Regions from separate parts of the Danio rerio genome. Here region 2 is linked to region 1. The links are chromatin contacts, called in public Hi-C maps. All regions are on one chromosome and are shown on one strand. The core of a region is the stretch at or near the end of the contact, and the rest is flanking DNA. Distances in the headings are between cores, read along the strand shown.

The links. A called contact is a pair of places that touch in the nucleus more often than the background predicts.
Region 2: a contact with region 1 is called in a Hi-C map of fibroblasts, with 6 times the contacts expected there. The contact joins two enhancer-like sites. A contact is called at or near these places in 9 of 18 Hi-C or Micro-C datasets (caudal fin, embryo, fibroblasts and 2 more) and 1 of 4 datasets of contacts at active chromatin or transcription factors (caudal fin).

The regions. Positions count from the first base shown.
Region 1 is chr3:22,864,101-22,868,377 of GRCz12tu, forward strand. It overlaps LOC110438604 (a long non-coding RNA gene), which reads left to right. Exons shown (of 7, transcript XR_012400964.1): 4 at 586-674; 5 at 1,497-1,688. Among named protein-coding and RNA genes, the nearest start is that of dre-mir-152, 29 kb to the left of the region's middle. Within about 2 kb of position 2,746, at least 9 of the 62 cell types and tissues checked have an H3K27ac peak or open chromatin away from gene starts, as enhancers often do.
Region 2 is chr3:22,911,507-22,915,486 of GRCz12tu, forward strand. It overlaps a transcript of prr15la not described here. Among named protein-coding and RNA genes, the nearest start is that of prr15la, 18 kb to the right of the region's middle. Within about 2 kb of position 2,600, at least 4 of the 62 cell types and tissues checked have an H3K27ac peak or open chromatin away from gene starts, as enhancers often do.

The DNA of each region.
Region 1 (4,277 bases), core at 1,496-3,995:
TTTCAAAAAATTAAAAACTGCTTTTATTCTAGCCGATATAAAACAAATGAGACTTTCTCCAGAAGAAAAAATATTGTCAGACATACTCTGTGAAAAATTTCCTTGCTCCGTTAAATATAATTTGGAAAATATTTAAAAAAGAAAAAAAAATTAAAAGGGGTGCTAATAATTCTGACTTCAACTGCACACACCCACACAAAGACAGATTAATACATTCATATTATATAATCTGATAAATTTAAATAATAACTGAAGAGATTTGTAATCCATGACATGAGGTGCACTCCCAAATTGTGTTATCTTATGAATAGCTTTAATTTCATAACTCTTTGTTGTTGTCAGTCTCAATACACCTCCTTGGGGTGTGGCTAATTCTGGCACATGGTACAGAATTTAATTCTGCATTTGTGCCCAGTTGATTTAAAACATAAAATTGTCTTTTAAGAGATGTTCAAAAAAAATACAGAAATGAAAAGAATGTTTTGCCCATTAAACCCTTTAACATTTAAGGAAAATAGTTTTTTGGAAATGTACTGGCATTACTGACTTAAACTTTTTTTGGGTTTTCTCTTTGTCTATTTCCAGTAATGCATGAAGCCCTGGAGTCATGGTAAATAGCATCTCTTGTGCTTCAGGAATTTTATCCAACATGGAGGATGAAGAGATTTCTCCTGGTGAGTTCTGGGAACTCTGTGTATGTGATTTCTGATAAAATAATCCTGCAGTAACTTTGGTCAAAAGTCCCCTGTACTTGTTGCACTTGGCTAATGAATGTCTACGACAATATTTAACCCACAATTTTGGCTTCTTTGCACACACATAAACATCTACACAGGCACAGATATACACACATCAAACAAAAATCATTCTTTTATATATGTTTGAATAACCTTTCCCTCAAACAAAGGTGAAAGAAAATAAACACTATCCAGAGGAAATGTCCTTCTAAAGGAAACACGCTCACTTGGTCTTACGGCATGTTTTGGTAGTAAAATATTTGCGTTTCACTTTTTTAGAAACGCTGATGTCCTGAGTGTTGTGACCTCAGAATGTTAAAACTGGCGATGTTATAAAGCAACCATGCTTCATGGAAGATTGAGGTATTTTATTCCAACTTGCGTGGTTATAGTTAGTACTACTGTATATAGAAAAGATGGACCATCGGTCCAGGATTGAGAAGCAGTGTCCTTCAGACTAATAAAAGCAGGCGATTCATATACTTAGAAAAAGGCCACAGAAAGTACCACCTAATATCCTAAAGCTGTCATGCTCACAGAATCACTTAATAAGGCACATAATCGTAAGAGGCGGCCAGGACCTCAGATGACACTAAATCAATTGGCAGACGGTAACTCCTCAGGCGGGCCACGGTACCTAAGCTTTGAGTTATGACTTTCGATGTGCCCCAGGGCTCAATACTCGGCCCACTCACACTTCTCTCCGTCCCAACTTTACCCTCTGGACTTAATTCATTTTTCCCTTGCTGGATCTGACAGGTTGCGTGTTACTTGGCGCCTCTCAAGTCACCAGGCCAGTGCTATGATTAAGGGAGATGGAGGAGGATTAATGGAAAAGTACAGGAACGGCAAGGAACGGTGTTGACCTAGAGGGAAGAACCTTGTGCTAATTCCTAACATGCTGCTTGTTTCTGGCAGGCAAAGATAAAAGGTTATATGTCTCAAGAAACCGTAAGTACGTCAGAAGTGTTTATTTGGTTTGTCCAGGCTATATTGAAACAGTTGTTTGCGAAGGAAATTGAAATTATAGTGCTGCATAACCAAGCTATTTGCTGTGGAGGTCTTGCTTAATCATTTCCATAGCTCGTGTTGTCTTTGGTGTCAGTTCCCATCTGCAGATGATACCGCTAAAGAATGAATGGCAATCAGATGTTAGTTGTTTTTGAACAGAGTTGGAGAGCACTTTCCTACAGTAATCACGAGAGAATGCTGCGCCCAGAATTGCCGTCGCCACAAAGAACGCTTAATCCCTGTCACTTCTCCATCTTTACCAGCATGCATCTATTGTTCGGTTTGTGCTCATCCCAACAAGACGACGTTAAACGGCAGTGGAGGTTTTCCAGGTTAGCTTCCCACATTCTCCTCACTAATCAAGAGCTGCCTCGTAATAACGATAAATCTCTCGTTCTGACATGCGACATAAATAAAGCAAACAGGCCTCGGTTTGATTACCCAGACTCCCCGTGAACAGACGGGCATTTGAGTGGCTCTGCTATTTATCAACCTGGATCTCCCTTCCTCTCAATCTCTCCAGCACTCAAAAAAGCGCCGTCACTGATTGCGTTTAATGTCTAACACATGGCCTGGCCAAGCATTCCCACTGCTGCCCGGGGAGGTGTTTGGACTGATTAAGAGAACTGCATTTGCAGCCAAAGACTTGGGTTGTGAAAGCGAAAGGTTTTGGCAAGGCGGCAGAATTTGGGGTGTAGCTCCAGGGATTAGAATGCTCCTGCCTCTGTGGTTAGCGGACAGAGTTTCTACTCTTAGAGTCTTGCAGAAGCATCCAAACGGAAAAAGAAATGGAGTATGGCTGCAATTACTTATTATCCTGAGGAGTGTTTCCTCACTTCAGCACCTCACCTTTTTCCCTTTCTCTCCCTCACTTTTTCCTTTTCCCCTTCATCCATTCAGCGCTTCTCCTTTTGCCGGCTGCCTGGGGTCACATTTAACCTGGAAGTGCTTTGATTGGGCCGGGGGTCACTTCACGGGCCCCCAAATTGCCTGCACCCATCCGTCACTGTCAGGCCATTATTAGTGCTATTATCATCAAAGTCACAGTCTGAATTATAGTGCATGCAAACGGTTCGCCTATTGGACTTAAAGGCGACTTGAGCCGGGATGACAGCAAAAAGGGTTGAGACCTTGCCGATGACATCACTCTAATCCCTCAAAGGCAGAAATGGCTGACACTGAACAGAACAGTGTTCAGGTTGCACAGCTTCATGTTGTCTTGAAACTCTCAGATTCATGTTAACAGGCGACCGTAGGCCAAATGTAGACTAGCCGGCAGATTTGTGAGCAGTAGATTAGTGAAAAGGTCTTGTTTCTTACAGAAAAAGCAATGAGATGTTAATAGTTAACGAGAAACAACATTTGACGTGTGGGGAAATTATTCATATAGCAGCATAGGCTTTTATACAAAGAACTTACAAATGAGAAATAATCCTACAACTTAATGTTATGTGAAATGAAAATTTACAATGTTTATTTTGTTATTCTTAAGGTAAATAATTAATCTGACAATTAATAATCAGTCAAATTTGTTGACCCTTTGCCTCTGCATTTGAAATGGCCGTCTTTCATTTGATGTCAACTTGAGAGCTTTCATAGCAGTATATCAAAATCAAAATCTTAACTATGCCCCTCTTAATGTTAGTTTGCTGCAAAAAAGAAAATAAAGATGCCCCTCTCCTAATCAATCTGCATTTTCAGTTGGAAGTACATCAACATACTGAAATAAAAGTCTCAGCAACATCTGATTTACATTTAACCACATTGAGCATCAAGTATCAAGCAAGTAGTTGTGTTCACTCGTGAAGAAATGCCATGCACCTGCACACATACAGTCCTGAAGTCTACCAAATTTCTTGGTTGTCATGTATGCACTTAACATATAACAATATCTTGTTAAAAGACTTGCACTCTAATACCCACTTACAAAAGTTTGAATGAAGAAAAAAGAACAAAAGGTAAAGTACCCTTCTAAAATATTTAATGTTTAAGAAAAGTATTAAACATGTATATTTTTGGTTATTGATTGATGACATGCTGAGACTGACATACTGACATTCATTCATTCATTTTCCTTTTGGCTTAGTCCCTTTTATTAATTTGGGGTTGCCACAGCGGAATGAACCACCAACTTATCCAGCATATGTTTTACACAGCTGATGCCTTTTCAGTTGCAACCCATCACTAGGAAACATCCATACACACTCATTCACACAGATACACTACGGCCAATTTAGCTTTAAAATAGGTTGGCGGTTCATTTCGCTGTGGCGACCCTGGATTAATAATGGGACTGAGCCAAAAAGAAAATGAATGAATTAATTTACCTATAGCACATGTTTTTGGACTTGTGGGGGAAACTGGAGAACACACAAACTCTACACAGAAATGCCAGCTGACCCAGCCGAGGCTCAAACCAGCAACCTTATTGCTGTAAGGTGATTGTGCTACCGACTGCACCAACGTGCTGCCCAACATACTGACATTCCACCCAAAAATGATCATCTGGTTCCTTTTGGTTTTTCATGT
Region 2 (3,980 bases), core at 1,350-3,849, 47 kb after region 1:
TTTAAGGAAACTCTGATACTCTTTATGATGGATTGAAAGGTTCAAAGGACAGCATTTGTTTGAAAAAGAAATCTTTCTTAACATTATAAATGTCTTTACTGTAACTTCTGATCAATTCACGTTTCCGTGAAGAAGTAATTTTTTTAAAATAAAATAAAATTTATTTTCCAAATTAAATTATTGAACAATAATTTAAAGTTTAAAACATGTTCTGGATAAGTTGGCGGTTCGTTCCGCTGTGGTGACCCCTGATGAATAAATGGACTAAGCTGAAGGAAAATGAATGAATGAATGTTTTTGTTAAAAAGAGATGTTGGTAGATATATAAATGAGAACATTGTTGATGTGATACAATCACATCATGTTCATACTCATCTTGACCAATCTTAGCACAGTTTGAGATTCTAAAGCGAAAACAATTGCATTCAAAATTTAAAAAAAAAAATGCAACAATTCAATATTTGGTTTCCTAAGGGCTTGTTTGAGATTTTCATGCAAATAATTGTTTTAATGAAGTTTGTGTTTGAACATCTCACTTCAATGAAATATATTCCACAAAATCCTTTAGATACCACCAAAGTACAATTAAATAAAGAGTCTTCAGCTCTCCAGTAATTTAGGAAGCCATTTATCATAACTCTCAAGCCAAGCTCATGAGAAACGGCTCTCAAACTGTTTTTGCATCGTGACTTTCAGCAGAATGAAACGAGAGAAGCCACCCAGAAAGCGATGACCCGCTGACCCCTGTGGTAATGCCAGCCTCCAGGCGAGCTGACTTCACACCAGCAGATGCACACAGCTCTTTCTGTCCTGCTCTTCAGCTGTCCAGGATCTGGAGCCATGGAGAGAGAAGAGCTCAAGGACGGGGACAGCAGAGCCGCCGCTGCAGCCCTGCGGGCCTGTTCTGGACTCCACTGTCAGCCATGATGGACAGCTGCTGCCCAGGTATATCAGGACAAGTGCTTTATAGGATAATGTAGGCGGCTGGTGTCCTGGTTTCTGATTATACATGCACAACAAACCCTCTGCTGTATGCAATTAAGTACAAGACCAACAAGATTATACAAATATATTCATAACAGCCTTGGTGTCCACTATAATTTAAAAGTGTTAGTGCCCTATGAAATCTGTTTTATTTTTTCATTAAGTTAATTAACCCCCCCCCCCCCCCCCATTTATTTTTTTTTGTAAATTAAAACAAAGATGATATAATACATTTATTAATACATTTAAATGTTCTTGCATTTAAAAAAATCTAAATATTAAAAAATTTTAAGGATTTAAGATATTGATGACTGTTAAACGCGTCATAACAGGCTTGTGAAAAGGGTCCATAGCATGAACTAAAACTAAAAACATGAAATATATTTAGCAACAATTTATTCTAAATTTTACATTAAAAAAAAAAAAAAAAATATATATATATATATATATATTTTTTTTTTTTAACCCTCTAAAATGTTTTTAAACATTTGTTTATCTTATTTTAATTTATTTATCATTAAAAAAAATTCCATTTCATTCTTTTTTCTGGACTTTATAGATAAAATGTTTTAGGACTCAAAAAGAGTGTAACTAAAGTCATGAAACAACATCAACCATGAAGATTTAACAATTTCTTAATCAATTTACCAAAATATTGTATGAAACCCTTTAAAATGTTTTTGTTTTGTTGTTTTGTACATGATATGCTGTAAAGATAGCTTTTCTCACATAAAATAGACAAATTCTGGTAAAGTGACCCTCAGATCAAGCCTGGAAATAACCTACAAGTGGATTTGTCCTCAAATAGTAAGAGGAACATGTACAAAACAGATTTTATATAGTAAACCAAACTGTGTCATTTATTGACACAAACATGCTGAACCTCTATATTTCTTTCATCCATATATCCCATACAGCAGACTTCATATTTCTCTTTCGGTTTGATATTCACGGGACTAAAACAGTCTCCTTTATTCTTCTAAAATTTGTCAGATTCATTTTTATTCTGTCTTTATCTAATTCCATTTTAAGACTGGATTTCATGATTGCAGTGGTGTCGCCTCACTGCAAGAAGGTCGCTGGTTTGAGCCTCGGCTTTGTCTTTTGCTGTTTCTGTGTGGAGTTTGCATGTTCTCCCTGTGTTCGCGTGGGTTTCATCCAGGTACTCCGGTTTCCCCCACAGTTCAAAGACATGCGGTACAGGTGAATTGGGTTGGTAAATTGTCTTTAGTGTATGAGTCTGAATGAGTGTGTATAGATGTTTCCCAAAGATGCGTTGCAGCTGGAAGGGCATCTGCTGCGTAAATCATTTGCTGGATAAGTTGGCAGTTCATTCCGCTGTGGCAACATCAGATTAATAAAGGGACTAAGCCGAAAAGAAAATGAATGAATGAAGGATTTCATGATTGCATCCACGTTTTTTGGATTACAGTGATCATAAACTAACTGAGCCCAAGCAGAAGCATGTGTGTGTGTGTGTGTGTGTGTGGAGCGAGAGTTTGACAAGCAGAGGAGATTCCCACTTTGTTGCAAATCTCCAGATGCCATCACCATGGCTACATCAGGCTGGGAACCCAACCTTTGACCTCTCAAAGGGTCACTAAGTGACCCCTGCTGTTTGTACAGAGAAACTCCTCAGTGACGAGCGGAGGGAAAGACATCTGGCAATGCGTGTGTGTGTGTGTGTGTGTGTGTGTGTCTTGCAAATTACTGGGAATAATGGGCAAGTCTTAACTCTCAATAAGAGTTTTGGACATTTACAATGATAGAGTGGGGGTGTTTGAATTTTAATGCTGTGCGAGTGTCAAAAATAAGTAATATTAAAACGTCACTTGTCTCCATTTCTCCGATCTGACACCCCAGATTATGTGGGGTGAAAAAGTCTATCAAAGCGCTATTTCTTTTATACTCGCTCACTTTTCCCTTTTCCATATTCATTTAACATGACATGCACTTTTTTGTGCTCTCTTTGTCTATCTCTCTCTCTCTCTCTCTCTCTCTCTCTCTCTTTCTCTATGATGCCTACATTCTTGATGTATGTATCTCCACCTCTATTATTCTTTCATACTATTGGACATTTGTAGCCACACCCAATCCTCTCTTTCACGCAACACTCTCTCTTTCTGTTTCATGATCAAATATTAAATGATTTAAGAAGGACCATGTGACCCTAAAGCTTTAATAAGGAATGGTGAAATTCAAGTTCTGCTAATTCAGTTTTGCTAAATTTCTTACCAACATATGGAAGTATGTGTGGGTTAAATGGGGCATTTATTCCAAATGATTTTTTTTTATGTGTTGACCATTAATTTAGGTAACAAATTTATTTTAGGGGCCTAAAAGCTCTGAAAACTTTTGAAAGTTGGCTTTAAAAATCAAGCGTTTTAAAACACATTTTTGGTTACTTTGCAATCTGAACAATTCTGGTGGACTACAGGACCAAGTGTTTACATGCATTGCATTGACTAGTGGGACAGAATGCAGAACTCTGACAAAGCTGTGATCTCTAAATAACACAAAGCAATGTTTCAGTATTTAGTACATCTTGGTCTTGTTAACATTCTTTCAAACTGTATTGAATGTTGAAAATATGATATGCTTGTATTACAGACTAATATTGGCCAGAATGCCTTAAACAAAGGAAGAGTAATTAATGATAATCACTAGAAGTTTTTTTTTGTGTCAAAGAAATAATGTTTTCATATGATTCACTGATTGATATTTAGCTTTTGTCAACTTTGTGTTTTTTAAATCTCAGTATTTAAATGCTGCTGTTTGTCATCACCATAGCTACATAAATAACTTCTAATTCAATTAGTTACTGTTTATCTATTATTAAATCACTTTACATGCATGCTGACACCCAAGTTTAAATATTTTTCGTGGTAGATAAATTAAAATATTAGCTTGAGCAGTAAAAGCAGCTTTACTCTAGGTTCATATCTTGTAATCTGTCATGTTTTCAACTAGTGAAGAGGAGTAGAGGATCTTTGCTG